Regions from separate parts of the Mus musculus genome. Here region 1 is linked to region 2. Evidence: chromatin contacts called from public promoter capture Hi-C data. All regions are on one chromosome and are shown on one strand. The core of a region is the stretch at or near the end of the contact, and the rest is flanking DNA. Distances in the headings are between cores, read along the strand shown. Region 1 holds the start of Bean1 (brain expressed, associated with Nedd4, 1). Region 2 holds the start of Cdh5 (cadherin 5).

Region 1 (6,503 bases), core at 1,604-4,103, 69 kb before region 2:
CCCAGGGGGGCAAGCCTCCCTGGCCTCAGTTTCCCTTTTAGAGGCTGTGAACAGATTGGTACCTTCCCGCTCCCTACCTCACGCTTGGCACTAGGCTTTCAAGAGCCGCTGATGTCCTCTGAGGGTGCTCAGCCTGTTGGTGCCAAAGACTCATGATTGTCCTGCATCTCCATCACCCTCCCTATCAGCTGTGCTCCAAATACTGAGCGGAGCGGCAGAACGAGCCTAATTAGCTTCGGATGGACTCCTCTGGGATGAGAAGCGGAGAGGATTATAGAAGATGCAGGGAATGGGGCACCCTAGTGAGTGAATGGGGGGGGGGTAGGTTACAAAAGAAGGAGAGAGGGACTTCTGGAGGGAAGAAACCCTAGGCAGCCATTCTGCCCAGCAACAGGTAGACACATTTCCTGATCTCATTCCAGTTCTGGGTAGGAGTGATGGGAGTGACGTCTGTTTTCTTTCCATCAATGCTCCTGGTTCCTTACAACCTCTGTGCCGCTCTGTGGATATGTGCTGCTCATATTTTTTCCTAAGCCCTAGGCATGCAACTGGGCTGCTCTAGGCCCCAACTGCTCAGACTCAGGAAGATCCTTCCCCAAAAACCTGCTAGCTCTTAAGTTCAAGTCATGCTGTCTGCCACCAGCTCCGGTTCCTTCACTAGGTTCATCATGGGGTCCTGTGACCTAAAGTAATGGCCTGGATAGTCAGCAAGGAATCTCAGTGGGCACCTCTGCGGCTCCTGGTAACCTCACTGTCCCATCGGCTGAGCATCCTGATACCTGTTGCAACCAACCATCACCTGTGGCTCACCCAAGTCAACCCACAGCGAGCAATCCTCTCTTCACCTAATCCAGAGTAGATCGAAGTGTGTAAATTCCTTTGTACAGAGTATGAACGCAATGTAGGAGGTCTCAAGTCTGGGGTGGCAAGTGCCAGCCAAAGGCAAAAAAAAAAAAAAGGTAGAGTGTCCCCTTTAGTCAGTGAGCCTCTTGAACCTGGACAGCAGCATAGGAAAGGTTTGGGTGGGGCAGAAGATGTCAGCACGCGCCTGCGAAAAAGGGAGAGGCTAAAGGAAAGTCTTGTTTTGCAAGGAGATGTCAGGAGATTCACAGGGAACCAAAGGCCGACGCAGAGGGTGAGAAAGATGGGAGCACCATGTCGCCTCACATCAAGCTCTCTTTGCCTCAGGAAACACCTGTGGCCAAATGCAGTCAATGGATAGACGTGTGTCAGGTTCCGCAGAAGACTCGTCTAACGATCTTCCATACATTTTTAGGTGAAGGAAACTGAGGCTCAGAGAAGTCAAGTGTCTTGCCTAAGGTCACACAGCTGGGAAATCAGCTAAAAGAGTGTCTCATGGCTCCAAAGACCCTGCACAGTCTACTAAACAGAATCATGCATACGTTTCAAAGAGGGAAACTGAGTCACTCAGTGGTGAAGTCATCTAGTAAGCAGTCCTTATCACTGAGGAGAGTCTAGAGGGCCGTCTGTTGGCCCTCAGGTGCACTTGGACTCTTAGAGTTCCCCGATTCTCTAGTATGTCACTTGTGCTCGTCCCTTCCCAGGCTGGGTTTGGCTGCCCATGCTGGCACAGGGGTGGCTGAGAAACGTAGCCCAGGGTCGATACTACGCACCTGTCCCTAGACTACAGAGCCCGAAGGACAACCAGGAAAGGAGGAAGCGGGGGGGGGGGCAAGGGTGGGCATTGCCGAGCTTGGGAAGGGGAGAGTGGCAGGTACCACTTAGTGCTGCGTAGTCAGAGGAACTGCCACCTCGGATTCAGCTTCGGGTCCTTTGCAAGGGACTGCACAGGAAAGTCTTCCTTATGAAGGGAGAGGGTAGGTGGGGGGAGCGGCAAGGATGCTCTTTCTATCCTAGGTAAGACAAAATGAGGCATGGTCCAAGTGACTGGGCCGTTGAATTGTCAAACTTCCTGGCTTAAGGTGGTGGGAGAGGGTTCAGGCTCAAACTCTGTAAAACCCCAGTCCCTCTCCTCTCACCCCAGACAAGAGTGTGCCCTAGTATCTTTTCTTGAGTGGACTGGTCAGCGACCCTCCAAACCGAGGGCACAGGGCTGGGGACCCTGTCATGGGCTTGCATCCCGGGAGGATACTCGTCTGAGACTCAGGCAGACCTCGGATTCCTCGCGTTTCCCCGGGGATTCGCGGGTCCCGGTGACCCTCTCGGGTGTGGGGAGGATGCGGGATCAGGAACCGCAGGAGTCTCGGGCAAACCGCTCAGTTCCTCGCGCGCTGAGGTTCCGCTCGGGACCACGTCCCCCGCCGCCCAGCGCGTCCCCAGCTGCGTGCATAAGCAGCGGTACCCCCGTCTGCGGCCCTCCCCGCGCCCCGCGCCCCTTACTCGGCTTGGCTGCGGCGCTCCGCTCCGTGCGCCGCAGTGCCGGCTCCAGCTTCGGCTCCAGCTCCGGTCCCGCTCGGGCTCCGGCTCCCGCTCGGATGCCGTGGCGCTCCGGCTGGGCTGGGGCGTCCCAGCCGCTTCGCCTGGGCCTGCTGTGCGTGCAGGGGCGGGGCGCACCGGCGGGGCCGGGCAGAACGGACCCGCGCCCTCGATCCGCGGGCAAACAGCCGCCGGCGGTCTCCGGGGCCCTGCCCTGCCCTGCCCTGCCCTGCAGCAGGAACAGCAGCCCCGCCCGTCCCTCCGTCGCGGTCCCCGCGCCGCCGCTCGTTCCACCGTCACCCTCTTGGGCCCTCCTCGGCGGCGGCGCGGCTCCCCGGTCTCAGCTCGGTGGCGCCACGGCCCGGGTCATTGCTGAGATGGGGACGCGGAGGAGGTGGGAGCGGCGAGCCGCGCCCCTCTGCGCACAGCCAGCCCGACACCCACACAGCGTCGGGCAGCGGGCAGGCGGGCGGGCGGGGCAGGGCGGCGGGGAGGCCGAGGGATGTAGGGAGGCCGGCACACCAGGAGGACTTGTGAAGGGTGGACAGACAGACACGTGCAGAGAAGGGTGAACCAACCATATGTCAGAGATGGACAGCCAGAAAGGTTGGACAGAGGCAAGAGCTAAGGGCAGAAGGCAGGGTAGAGGCAGCAGAAGGGACACAGGCTGCTGCTGGCCTTTGGTTTGGGCAGAGGAGCCCGTCAAGGCCACTGGTTCCCAGCTGTTCGAATTCTCTTCACGTAGGCTTGACCAAGGCCTTCAATTTGAGCTATCAGCAGGCTTATTTTCTTCTTCCCTTGCCCACCTGATGCCCTCTGTCCTGGTGCTCAGTCTTGGCAGATGCAAGCCTACCTTGGAAGATGCCTGGCTCAGGGGAGGGACCTGGGCTCCAGCTCCTTCCCTGTATGCACCCCACTTTGCGGCCTCTGGCATGCCGCAGCCCATTCCTAGGCCTGTTATTATTACAAGGTCTCTGCTTATCGCACATTTAAATATGCTGGTGTGCTCTACAGTTACTGGTAGAATCACTTGGAACATTTACTCATCAGGGAGAGTCCCTCAGGGCTGATACATCTTAGTGAGACTGCAGGGGTCTGTCCAGGGTGACAGTTGGTAAATCTGACCAGGGAATCCATAAATTGAGTTGTTGCCAACCCTCTCCAAGCCCTTACTTTATTGATGAGGGAGCTGAGGTTTGAAGAAGGAAGGACACCTGAAACTCTGACGCCTGCCACTGGCTGGAAGGCAGTTCTTGAAAATAAAACATGATGACAAAGAGTTGAACATGTTGATGATAAAAACCTTGGGGAAGCAGAGGAGCCCTGGGGACCTTGTGGAAGAGACTTGAGCCAGCTGCAGGCGCCAACTGGGAGGTGGGGACAAAACAGCCTCCAGGAGAAAGCAGAAGGCTTTGTACCTCAGCTTTGCTAGGTGTGGAGAGTCAGGGTTAGAGCCCCTCCCAGCCTCTGTGGGCAACCGTTCATTTGGGACTCAGCATCCTTGACTGGCTTCCCTTCTGAACACATAGAGGGGTTGATCTCAGCTCACTGGGTCTGTTTTGGGGGTTGGGGGGGGGGAAGCTTGAGCCGTTTGAGCAGCGAGGTCAGAAAAGGCTTGGGTGGGCCCGTTGTCCAAACCCAGACATTTCATTTATTTTGTGGACAAACAAAAGACCAGGATAGGTCCAAACCAGGGAGCTAGGACTAGAGGCCACAGCTCTGCCCACTGCACCAAGACTGGCCATGACTCAATGAACAGACATCAGTTGATCCAGACAAATCTTCCAGCTGTTGAGTGGTCACTCTTTGGCAGGCCTGAGTGTCTATGTGTTTTAGGGGTGTGGGGTCATGGCTCACTTTGAGTGGGAAGACACAGCCCTAAAGAGTTCATTGCTCTATGCCCTTTTATCTGAGTATCTCTGGTCTGAGAAACCTGTGCCTCCGAACAAAAAGTGGGGGTGTGATGGTTTGTATATGCTTGGCCCAGGGAGTGGCCTTGTTGGAATAGGTGTGTCACTGTGGGCATGTTGATGATAAATCCTTGGGGAAGCAGAGGAGCGGTGGAAGCTTAAGTCCCTTGTCGTAGCTGCCTGGAAGTCAGTGTTCCACTAGCTACCTTCAGATGAAAATGTAGAACTCTCAGCTCAGCCTGCACCATGCCTCCCTGGATGCTGCCATGTTTCCACCTTTATGATAATGGACCGGACCTCTGAACCTGTGGGAAGCCACATGTGCCGTTGCTGAGTGGCACTGACTACTGCTGGCCACCACGCATAAGATTGGACAAACAACCAATGTGTACATATGCAGTAAAGTCTTTTGCAAAGACACTGCCTGGCCCAGGCATGATAATGAGGTTCTGTAAGGTACTGAGAGTATAACCAATCAGATGTGAGACATGCAAATGAGGTATGATAATGAGGTTCTATAAGGTACTGAGAGTATAACCAATCAGATGTGAGACATGCAAACCAGGCATGATAATGAGGTTCTGTAAGGTACTGAGAGTATAACCAATCAGATGAGGAACATGCAAATGAGGCTTAGTACATAACCAATCCGGGTGTGAGACACGCCCCTCCTAGGCCTATAAAAGCAGCACTAGTTCTGGGCTCGAGGTCTTTCGCCTCTACAATCAAGCTCTCCCAATAAACGTGTGCAGAAGGATCCTGTTGCAGTGTCGTTCTTCCTGGCCAGTTGAGCGCTTGCAAGATGAACCTGTAAGTCAGCCCCAATTAAATGTTGTCCTTATAAGAGTTGCCTTGGTCATGCTTGGTGTCTGTTCACAGTGCAAAACCCTAACAAAGACAACGGTTTCAAGTGGAGTTGGACTGTGACTGCTTGCCGCCGTCTCTGTATCTCTACCCATTCACAGATTCATATGAGTGTAGGATTCAAGGAAAACACCAGAGAAAGTAGAAGGTAAAACCACCCACTCTAATACTGTATTTTCTTTCTCTTAAAAAAAAAATAAAGTCATATAACTTAAATAGAAGGAGCTTGCTGAGTGTGGCCTCTCTCCTCACCTGTGTCAGTGTGAATAGCTGCCCAGCACTGTACTTGAGGGTCATGCTGGATTTTCTTGAATTGTTTCTCTACTGGTGGACATCTAGCCTGTTTCCCTTCTTTCCCTTCTTCTGTAGACAACACCTCAGTAGACATCCCGATGGGTTAGTTTATACACATCTATGGATATCTTCTATGCCAGCGGGTGCATCTGTATGCTTCATAGACATCAGGGATGCACATCAATGTCTGGCATCTGCTCCGTCAAAAATCAGGCAGGGAGGCTGCGGAGGGAAGCCCTTCAGGAATTCATGGGGTCATGGTAAGGTCTGAACATCTGCCCAGAGTCCATGAGTTAGAATTCCTAATGCAAGAGGATTGAAAGGTGGGTGACTTTAAGAGCTACCTGGGCTGTTATGGAGGGAGCCAGGCCACGAGAGCACCATCCTTAGAAGCTCTCCTCCCTTACTCTCTTCACCCACGGGATACTTGGAAACATACTATGAAGCAACACAAAGCACCTCCCAACCCCCGCTCCCAAAGCGTGGCCCTTGATCTTAGTCTTCAGAGCCTTCAGAGACCCAAGCCAAATGCATTTCTGTCCACTATAAATTACCAGTCTGTGGTATAGCATTATTCAATGGACTATGGGGACTTCTCAGGTCAGTGCACTGAGAACCTCCAAAGGCTGACTGTCCAGACTTAACCCTAGAGTCACAGTATACTTCAAGCTACCCCAGTCACTGACAGGAAACTACCCCCTCCCCCAAAGCAATTTCAATGTATGAAGAACAGTTTCTTTAAGTCATCTGGTACACCTTTATAGGAGTACAGTGCAATGCTTTTCCCATCTTAAACTCCATCATAAAGGACCTGACCTTAAGGGTGTGTGGGTAGGAAGCCCAGAAAACCTCTTCTGCCAATATGATGAAGAATTATGTTGCCCATGCCCTGGAGCCTATTCTGGTGACACTAGGTGTTGAAGAGGCCAGGGACCTTGGCTCATGACTGGTGGGAGGTGGTGGAGAGAGGGTCTGTCCTAAAGTCACTAGCACAGATGTGACAGCTTAGAGAGAATGAGGAAATTCATGCAACAGAGA
Region 2 (7,396 bases), core at 3,712-6,211:
ACTGAAGGTGTGTGTGTGTGTGTGTGTGTGTGTGTGTGTGTGTAGGAGCTGGAGTATCTCTGGGGCTCCCTGGGACTAGGTTCTGGCTTTGTAGCTGAACAGATGTAGGGAATTTGGCTCCGGCTAGAGCCCCTCAGCGGGGCATAAGGCCAGTGTTTTGGGTTTGTCCGCCCCTGACCACAGGCATCTGATCAGTTAAGCCTTAGATTCTAACTAGCTGCCAGGTTCTGTCTGTTTGAGGAAGCTATTCGCTATCCTGGAGGGCTCCAGGGTGAGGTAAGCTATCTATCTATCTATCTATCTATCTATCTATCTATCTATCTATCTACCTACCTACCTACCTACCTACCAACTTATCTGTCTATCTCCCTGGAGCCTCATATCCTTCTAGAAGCTGGTATGAGCCCCAGTGGCCCTGGTACATAGGCATGTTCCCACAGCAGTTCCGCAGAGCTGACTCCCCTGTACAGGGACCTATCTTCTATTCACCCTATGGCCTTCAGTAAGGACTTGGGGCTGGATCTAGCGGGCTAAGTGGAGCCCCAGGGAGGGCCTCTGAGGATGGAATGCTCAGCCCTACCCCAACCCCCTGCAGACTGTGGACTCCAGCCTGGAGGTCTAGGTCAGGGATGAGGGGCAGGGCGATGGGCGGAGATGGCTCAGAACACGTAGGGGGTGTGCCTGTGCTCGGTTGCTTTGGAGCCTGAGCTCTGTGTGTGGCCCTGGGCAGCTCTCAGCCTGCCACATTTTGAGCTTCAGCTAGGACAGGATTTGGATCTAAAGGTACATGCACCCCTAACTCCTCTTCTTGAGCCCTCCATGTTTTCATCAGCGTTTTGTCAGTGTGGACATTGGAAGGGTGGAACCCCATCAGCTATGAGCTGGCCTCTTGGGGCTTTCTCCTTTCTTGTAGCTCAGTTTAGCACTGAGATCTGTTCCTAGGGCTTCCAGACCTGTTCCTTCCCTGGGACTGGCTCCTGGTTTGTCTTGTGGCTGTGCTCCCTTCTGAATCTCCCTTGTCTAGGCTCTTCTTGTAGCTTTTCCACCTCTGCAGCATGAATCCAAGCTGCTGAGCCAGCCAGCAGCAAGTTAGCCCCTCCAATTCTTCTATCTTCTACCTTCCTACCCCATTTCCAGCCATGAGGCATCTTAATGGTTTCTAAAATGCACAATGCTTGTCCTATACCCAACGTGCTGGAGTGTCCTTCCTAGTTTTGCTCTCTGAGTGAGTGCAGCCCCTGGCCACCTCCTCCATGAAGTCTTCCAATTGCCACCAACTCCCAGCCCAGCCTCTGCTTCCTAGCCTGAGCATTCTCTTCCCAGAAACATCCAGGCTCCAACTCTGACCTACAGCCTAATGTTCGGGTACATGAACTCAAGGTAGGTCTGGAGTCTGGTGGTGTAGAATCCCCCAGTGACTCAGTCTCCTATCCTGAAACTGCTTCTGGGTCTCTCTTCACTCTCAGGGCTTAAAAACCATGTATATTTGCAGACAGCACCTTGGGTGTGTCAGAGCAAATGCTACCTGTGGTTTAACTGAACAAAAAAAAAAAAAAAAATAAAGCTCTTGCTTATTCCCAAATAGCCCCTCTTACAGTCATCCTATTGCTAAATCCCACTAAAATCTGATCTTTTAGGACAATGAAATAATTTTCCCTTCAGGTCTTCAGAGAGAAAACACATATCCCTGAGCCGTGAGCCTCTTAAGGCAAGGCTGCCAAGTTAGGCTGTTGCTACTCACCTCTTCCCATACCCGTGGCAGGCATCACTAATCAATCACACTGTTCATTTCTCTGTAATACAACTTTTGAGATAGAGACTTCGAATAAAACCAAATCTTGTTTGCAATTTGAAACTGATTTGCTAGGTCATTTAAACTAGCTCTCTGTCTCCTCTGGGGGAGGCCCAAGCATCAGACAGAGGACTCTTTCAGCCTCCTCTGAGCATCCTGACTTGGGGTGGGTTGGTGGAGCAATTGTGGGGCATCACAACAAGGTCCATGTTTGTCTGTTTGAGCCTGACCTGTGGCTCGTGTGCTCTGTGGTCTTGGGTCTGTGCTTTGCCCTCTCTGGGCTTCAGTGGCTGCATCTGTAATAAAGGCAACAAACACTGAATCCCTGGGCAGGAGGACTAGAATATACACAGTGAACCCCAATATACACAGACAGCGCTCCCAGATATGCAGGTGTCTTGACCTCCTCCTCTCTGGTCTGTGCATTCCACCGGCTGCCTCACATCTGACCTAATTTCCTGGTCTTGCCGTAGGCTCATCCTCCCATTTCCTTGTTCTTCTCCAGGGGTAAATATCACTCACCACTATCTGTCCACCCCTGAGCCCCATTTCTCCCTCCTGGCCTGTGCATCTGCCAGGCAGTCAGAATCATCCTCTGACACGCAGAGAGACGGGAGACCAAGGCTGAGTTTATGGGAGCTGTGCGAGTCTTCCCAGAATTCCAGGTTCCCACCCTTCCTTCAAGAAGTTCTCTGTAATTTCTCCTCTCAATGCCAACTTAGAGCAGGGTTATGATGAACTTTTTATATTTCTCCAACAACAGTAGAACCATTCTCTTAGGGCAGTTCCCAGTTTATCCTTATACTGGCTGTGGTGGTCTAAATTGTATATGATTGCCTCTTCTCTAAATTTCAATATAGAGTATGGCTATGGGGTCAGCCCTATCCCTTTCCCACTTTATACTATGTGGCCACATGTCTGGCTAGCCTCTCTGGATTCCAGAGGTCCCATCAGTCACTTGGGAATTATTCATGTCAACTGAGGGGGTGCTAAGGAGGTGATGGAAGCAACCAGAAATGGTCCACTCAGCCAGGGGTTGAGATTTTTGCTAGAACGGTGGCTGGTGTCTCCGAGGTTCCCGTGCAACTGTGACTCATCTAACTTTGGGAGAAAAAAAGTGTGGCCCTTCAGGCTTCCTGCTCTATGTCCGGTTCTTGTTTAGCTGCACAATGGTCGGGCTGAGACTACGGGGTAGGCAGGTTAACCCCTTCAAGGTACTGGGAACTTCTTCTAGCTCCTAATTGTGAAAAGTTAGAATTTGAAGGACTGCCCTGAGGATCAGCTGCCCCTGGCCCCTTGGGGTCACCTGGTACTTTCCAGTCCGCAAATGGCTGGGCTCAGGCCAGATGCAGGAGAGTTTTGTGTCTTTCTTGCCCACTAATTGTTCTGGGCTGTCAAAATCCTCTCTGCGACTCAGCATTCAACCCAGTTCTAAAGAACCCAGAACCCACCAGCCTCCCAGACCCTTCAAGCTTCCAACCTTGAAGTCATCCACTGTCATTAGAGTCTTGCTTGCCTGCCACATTCCTCCAGGGGTAACTAATGAACGCAGATGCCCGGAGGTGCTTGCAGCAGGGGTAGCTAAGTATATGGCCTCTCTTACTCTGGCCCTTCCTTTCACATGGGTGAGACCCCCTAACAGGAGGTGTGAGACTTGTGCTTTGTGGTTTCAAATCTTTGTGGTATTCACAGCCACCTATGGCTATGGGGTAGTGGGTAAATCCACTCAGGATTCCCTGGCTATCTATCTGCCTCTCATTAGGAGTTAAGCCCAGAGCCAAGAGTGTATATCACAAGTAAGGACTGAAGATGTTTCTACAACTTTATGGTCTAGAAGCCAGAGACCCCATGTAGTCACAGGTTCCAGGAAGAGCCCGTGCTGAGGAGGACTAAATCTAAGTTCCCATCGTCATTCTGACTCAATTTTCACACTAACTCTCCTCTGGATCTCTGTTGTTGTCTCTGAGTACAGAGTTACCCTATCTACCTCCTTGGGACTGGATAGTAAATCCAGGAGCCATTGTTTTGTCGGAATATTCTTTCTGCATGAACCATCTCCACCGCTCACCACAGATTGTGAATAGAATTGCATCCAAAAATGTCCTCTCCTAATGAAGGTTTGGAGACCTTAGGTTACCGTCCCAAGGCCACACCGAAGTGAGTAGGCTGGGATCAGTGCCGAGGGTCACTGTCTCTGAGCTGGGCTTTTGGCTCAGAGGTCCTTGTCTCTAGGGCCTTCCAGAGACTTTGCTGAGCTGTACGGCCACAAGAATTCTTGAGCTCTGGGCTCTGAGTATCTGGTGTTGGGGGAGAAACTACAGGCTACCTTCCTGCCTGCAACTGCCGAAACACAAAGCAGGCTCTGAGAGTCTAGGGGAGATGAGGGAAGAGGGCTCATAAATGGGACTCCAAGTGCCCAGAGCTGAACCTCAGAAGGCCCATCTTGAAAGTGGGAGATATTGACAGAGGGAACGAGTACCCCTTTCAGCTCCCCAAATCCCACCCTAGTCCCTCGAGGTGTTGTAGGTAGAGATAACGGGGCAGGGGAATATAAGTCAGACCTTGGGAAATCTATCTCTTTAGCTCTGGACCAGATTGTCCTTTGGGCAGAAGGCAGAGCTAATCCTGGTAGATAGGGAAGGGAATCACAGAGCCGTTATTTGTCCATCCCACACAAAGCAGATCCTACTCAAATCCAAGGTCCAGACTCCAGTCCTCTGCCCTTGTCCTTGCTGAGTGACAGTGGAAATCCTATCCTCTTTGAGCCTGGTAGTCATAGAAGCTCCAGGTCACTGGAGTTTCCCTGAGTACGACAGTCTACTTACAAGGCTGCTGAGTCTTTCTTGAACATTGGTTCTGAGATAACCGTTTGTGTCCTTGCACACTAAGAGATATGCATTTTTTTTAGCCCTACCCTGGCCCCAGCAGAGAGACTCAGGCTCCGGAGAGGCTGTGTTCCCTTGAGAGTCCTACAGTGGCCATCCCATACGGGCAAGCCAGGACTCTCCCAGTTTTATCTCCATGAGACAGGAGTAGAGAGGGATTTGGGAGTCTCACTTACCTTGTCCGTGAGCAGAAGGCTCTCTCCACTGCAGTCTGTCCAGGGCCGAGCTTTGTGGAGAGCACAGTTGATTGCCTCAGGAGGGGAGAGGGGAGCCACACCCAGGCTGGGAGGGAGGCAGGTTTTCCAACTGGCCCTGGCCCACTTCCCCTCGGGATGGTTTCCTGTTATTGTTCCTTTGTGAGCTGCCTGCAGATAGGCAAGCCCTACGGTGGGCGGCCTCAGCTTGGTCAGCCTGGGCCCGTGGAAGCCTTGGACCTGCCTGGGGTATTCAACTCATACCTCAATTCTAGGTCTCATCGGAGGAGCTGTGAGCCTAGGGGTAGCTGTGGGGGCTCTAAGCTTCTGCCAGAGCATTCAGCCATCCCTGGGAGGCAGGTGTCATATCCCCCACTTTACAGTTCAGAAAGCAGAGGCTTAGTGGGTCTAAGGTACTTGTTTCCTCGCTGGACAGAGTAACCCAGACAGAAACCCAGCTACCTCAGCTTCTCCACAGAGCCGGCTTTCCGTGGCGACTCTGTAGTATGGTGGAACGAAAGGGGGCTGTGGAGTTCTCAGAGTCGGGCAGCTGAGAAACGTGACAGACAATCACTTTCAGCAGCAGATTTTGCCTGTCAGATTCTTCCAGGTAGGGCAGTGTGAGTTTCAGTTCCAAGGTACCAGCCTGGCCCATCTCACTTTACAAATACTGGGTGATGGGCTTCACGTGACCATGGACCAACCAGGGATCCATGCCTCAGTCTCCTCATCTGTATAATGGAGATAGCCATAGGTCTGAGTCAGCAAAAAAGTAAGAAGAGCTAAGAAGACAGCAAAGCAGTAGGTAGACCAGGGTCCCTCAGGACCAAGAGGCTGGGGAGATGAGGTCAAGATTCTCTTCATTCAGCCAGGCGTGGTGGCGCACGCCTTTAATCCCAGCACTCGGGAGGCAGAGGCAGGTGGATTTCTGAGTTCGAGGCCAGCCTGGTCTACAGAGTGTGTTCCAGGATAGCCAGGGCTATACAGAGAAACCCTGTCTCGAAAAACCAAAAAAAAAGAAAAAAAAAAAAAAAGAAAAAGATTCTCTTCATTCATTATGTGATGGGTTAGTAAAAATTTCAGGGTTCTGGCTCAGAGTAAATGACAGACCCCCAGAGTGTACCTTTTGGCAAATTGCCTGGGTTTCTTCATGCATAAAAGTTTGGGAAGTCCCCAACTTGTCCTGCTTTTCAGTGAGGCAAAGAGGGACCATAAGAGAGCAGATCTTTCCGGGCATGGAGAAAATACTGTGGGGGTAGGGTGGGGTGTGGTGGGGGGAAGAAAGGGTTTTCTGTTTGGGGTAGGTAATGTTGGAGATGCCCATTAGACACCCAAGTAGAGACATGGGCTTGGTGAACGAAAGCAAAGTTGGTGTAGCCAATCACTCCCTCCAGGTCCTCTGAGAACTGAACTGGAACGGAGGCCCAGGGAAAGGAGTGTACATTAGGATGGAGTATTAGCGTCCTGAGACCATGTGAAGACAGATGAGGACATCAGAGTAAGGAGAGAGGCCAGGGAACTGTCGCTGGGGCTGTTCTCAGCTCTGAGCGGAATCCATAGCATTCAACTACTGCGTGCGTGCATTCGTGCGTGCGTGCGTGCGTGCGTGCGTGCGTGGGCGAGTGCGTGTGTCTGTGAACAAACAGAAGCTCCACATTTTCCTCTCTGCCACAATCTGTTCTGTTCCCTGCCCTCAAGGTGGGCTGGCCCAGCATAGACAGCTTCCCCGAGAGCTGCCTGCCTTGGTGGTCTGTGTACTCAGTGGACACGTCTGCCAGGGTAGCACTTCCCGCTGGGTCTCATACTCAGCGCTGGCAGGCTGCCAGGGACAGGGCCTGTCCGGCCATCAATGCAAACTCCTTTTGTACTCTAGCCCTGGTGGATATTTCTGCCCCGAACACAGTCATTGTTGTCATCTGTAAACAGTAAACGATGGACAGGCAAGCCTTGGATGTGCCCCGGACTCCAGGGATGGCAGTGGAGGTCTTCATAGCAGAAGTTCAGTCCCAAAAGGCCAGGCTAGTGCTCTTCAGACCCCCTGTGGATCCAATACCTGATTTCACCCCTTCCTCACCCTTCCTCCTCGCACTCCAAGCCCACTGGAGTCAGAGAAGGTACTGGGAGGAGGGCGCATGCGCAGGGAGTAGCACTGAGCGTGCTGGAGGCTGCCAGGAAGACAGGAAACACGATGGTCTGCCAGAGCAGATTAGATGCAAGCTGGAGAAGGAAGTGGTATAAGGGGCCAGGGGACGCTCACCTAGGCTAGCGAACTCTGGGACTAGATCCTGTCTGTGTGTCCTAGACTCGCCGATTGGCTTCTCTGAGCAGCTCTCCCCGTCTCTGAAATGACCTTCAGGCCACACTTTTCAGGGCTAGGAGGTCAGAGGGACACTGGCAATCATTAACACAAGTAAGGCAGACTGAATATGTGTGCTTCATATGCGAGTGGTCTCTGGGGCAGGATGATGCTTCAGTACCTAAGAGCATCAGTTGCTCTTCCAGAGGACCTTGTTTCTGCTACTAGT

What was found. Capture Hi-C pulls out chosen DNA fragments and counts their contacts.
Region 1: a contact with region 2 is called in a promoter capture Hi-C map of liver. The contact joins the promoter of Bean1 here to the promoter of Cdh5 in region 2. A contact is called at or near these places in 1 of 39 promoter capture datasets (pre-B cells), 6 of 484 Hi-C or Micro-C datasets (B cells, the BV-2 cell line, differentiating embryonic stem cells and 2 more), 1 of 115 datasets of contacts at active chromatin or transcription factors (bone marrow-derived macrophages) and 3 of 9 other capture datasets (adipose tissue, liver and macrophages).

Annotation. Positions count from the first base shown.
Region 1 is chr8:104,166,863-104,173,365 of GRCm38.p6, reverse strand. It overlaps Bean1 (brain expressed, associated with Nedd4, 1), which reads right to left and starts at 2,853. Exons shown (of 5, transcript NM_001141924.1): 1 at 2,362-2,853.
Region 2 is chr8:104,099,190-104,106,585 of GRCm38.p6, reverse strand. It overlaps Cdh5 (cadherin 5), which reads right to left and starts at 4,961. Exons shown (of 12, transcript NM_009868.4): 1 at 4,854-4,961. Gm29682 (predicted gene, 29682) reads left to right here and starts at 713. Exons shown (of 3, transcript NR_131138.1): 1 at 713-783.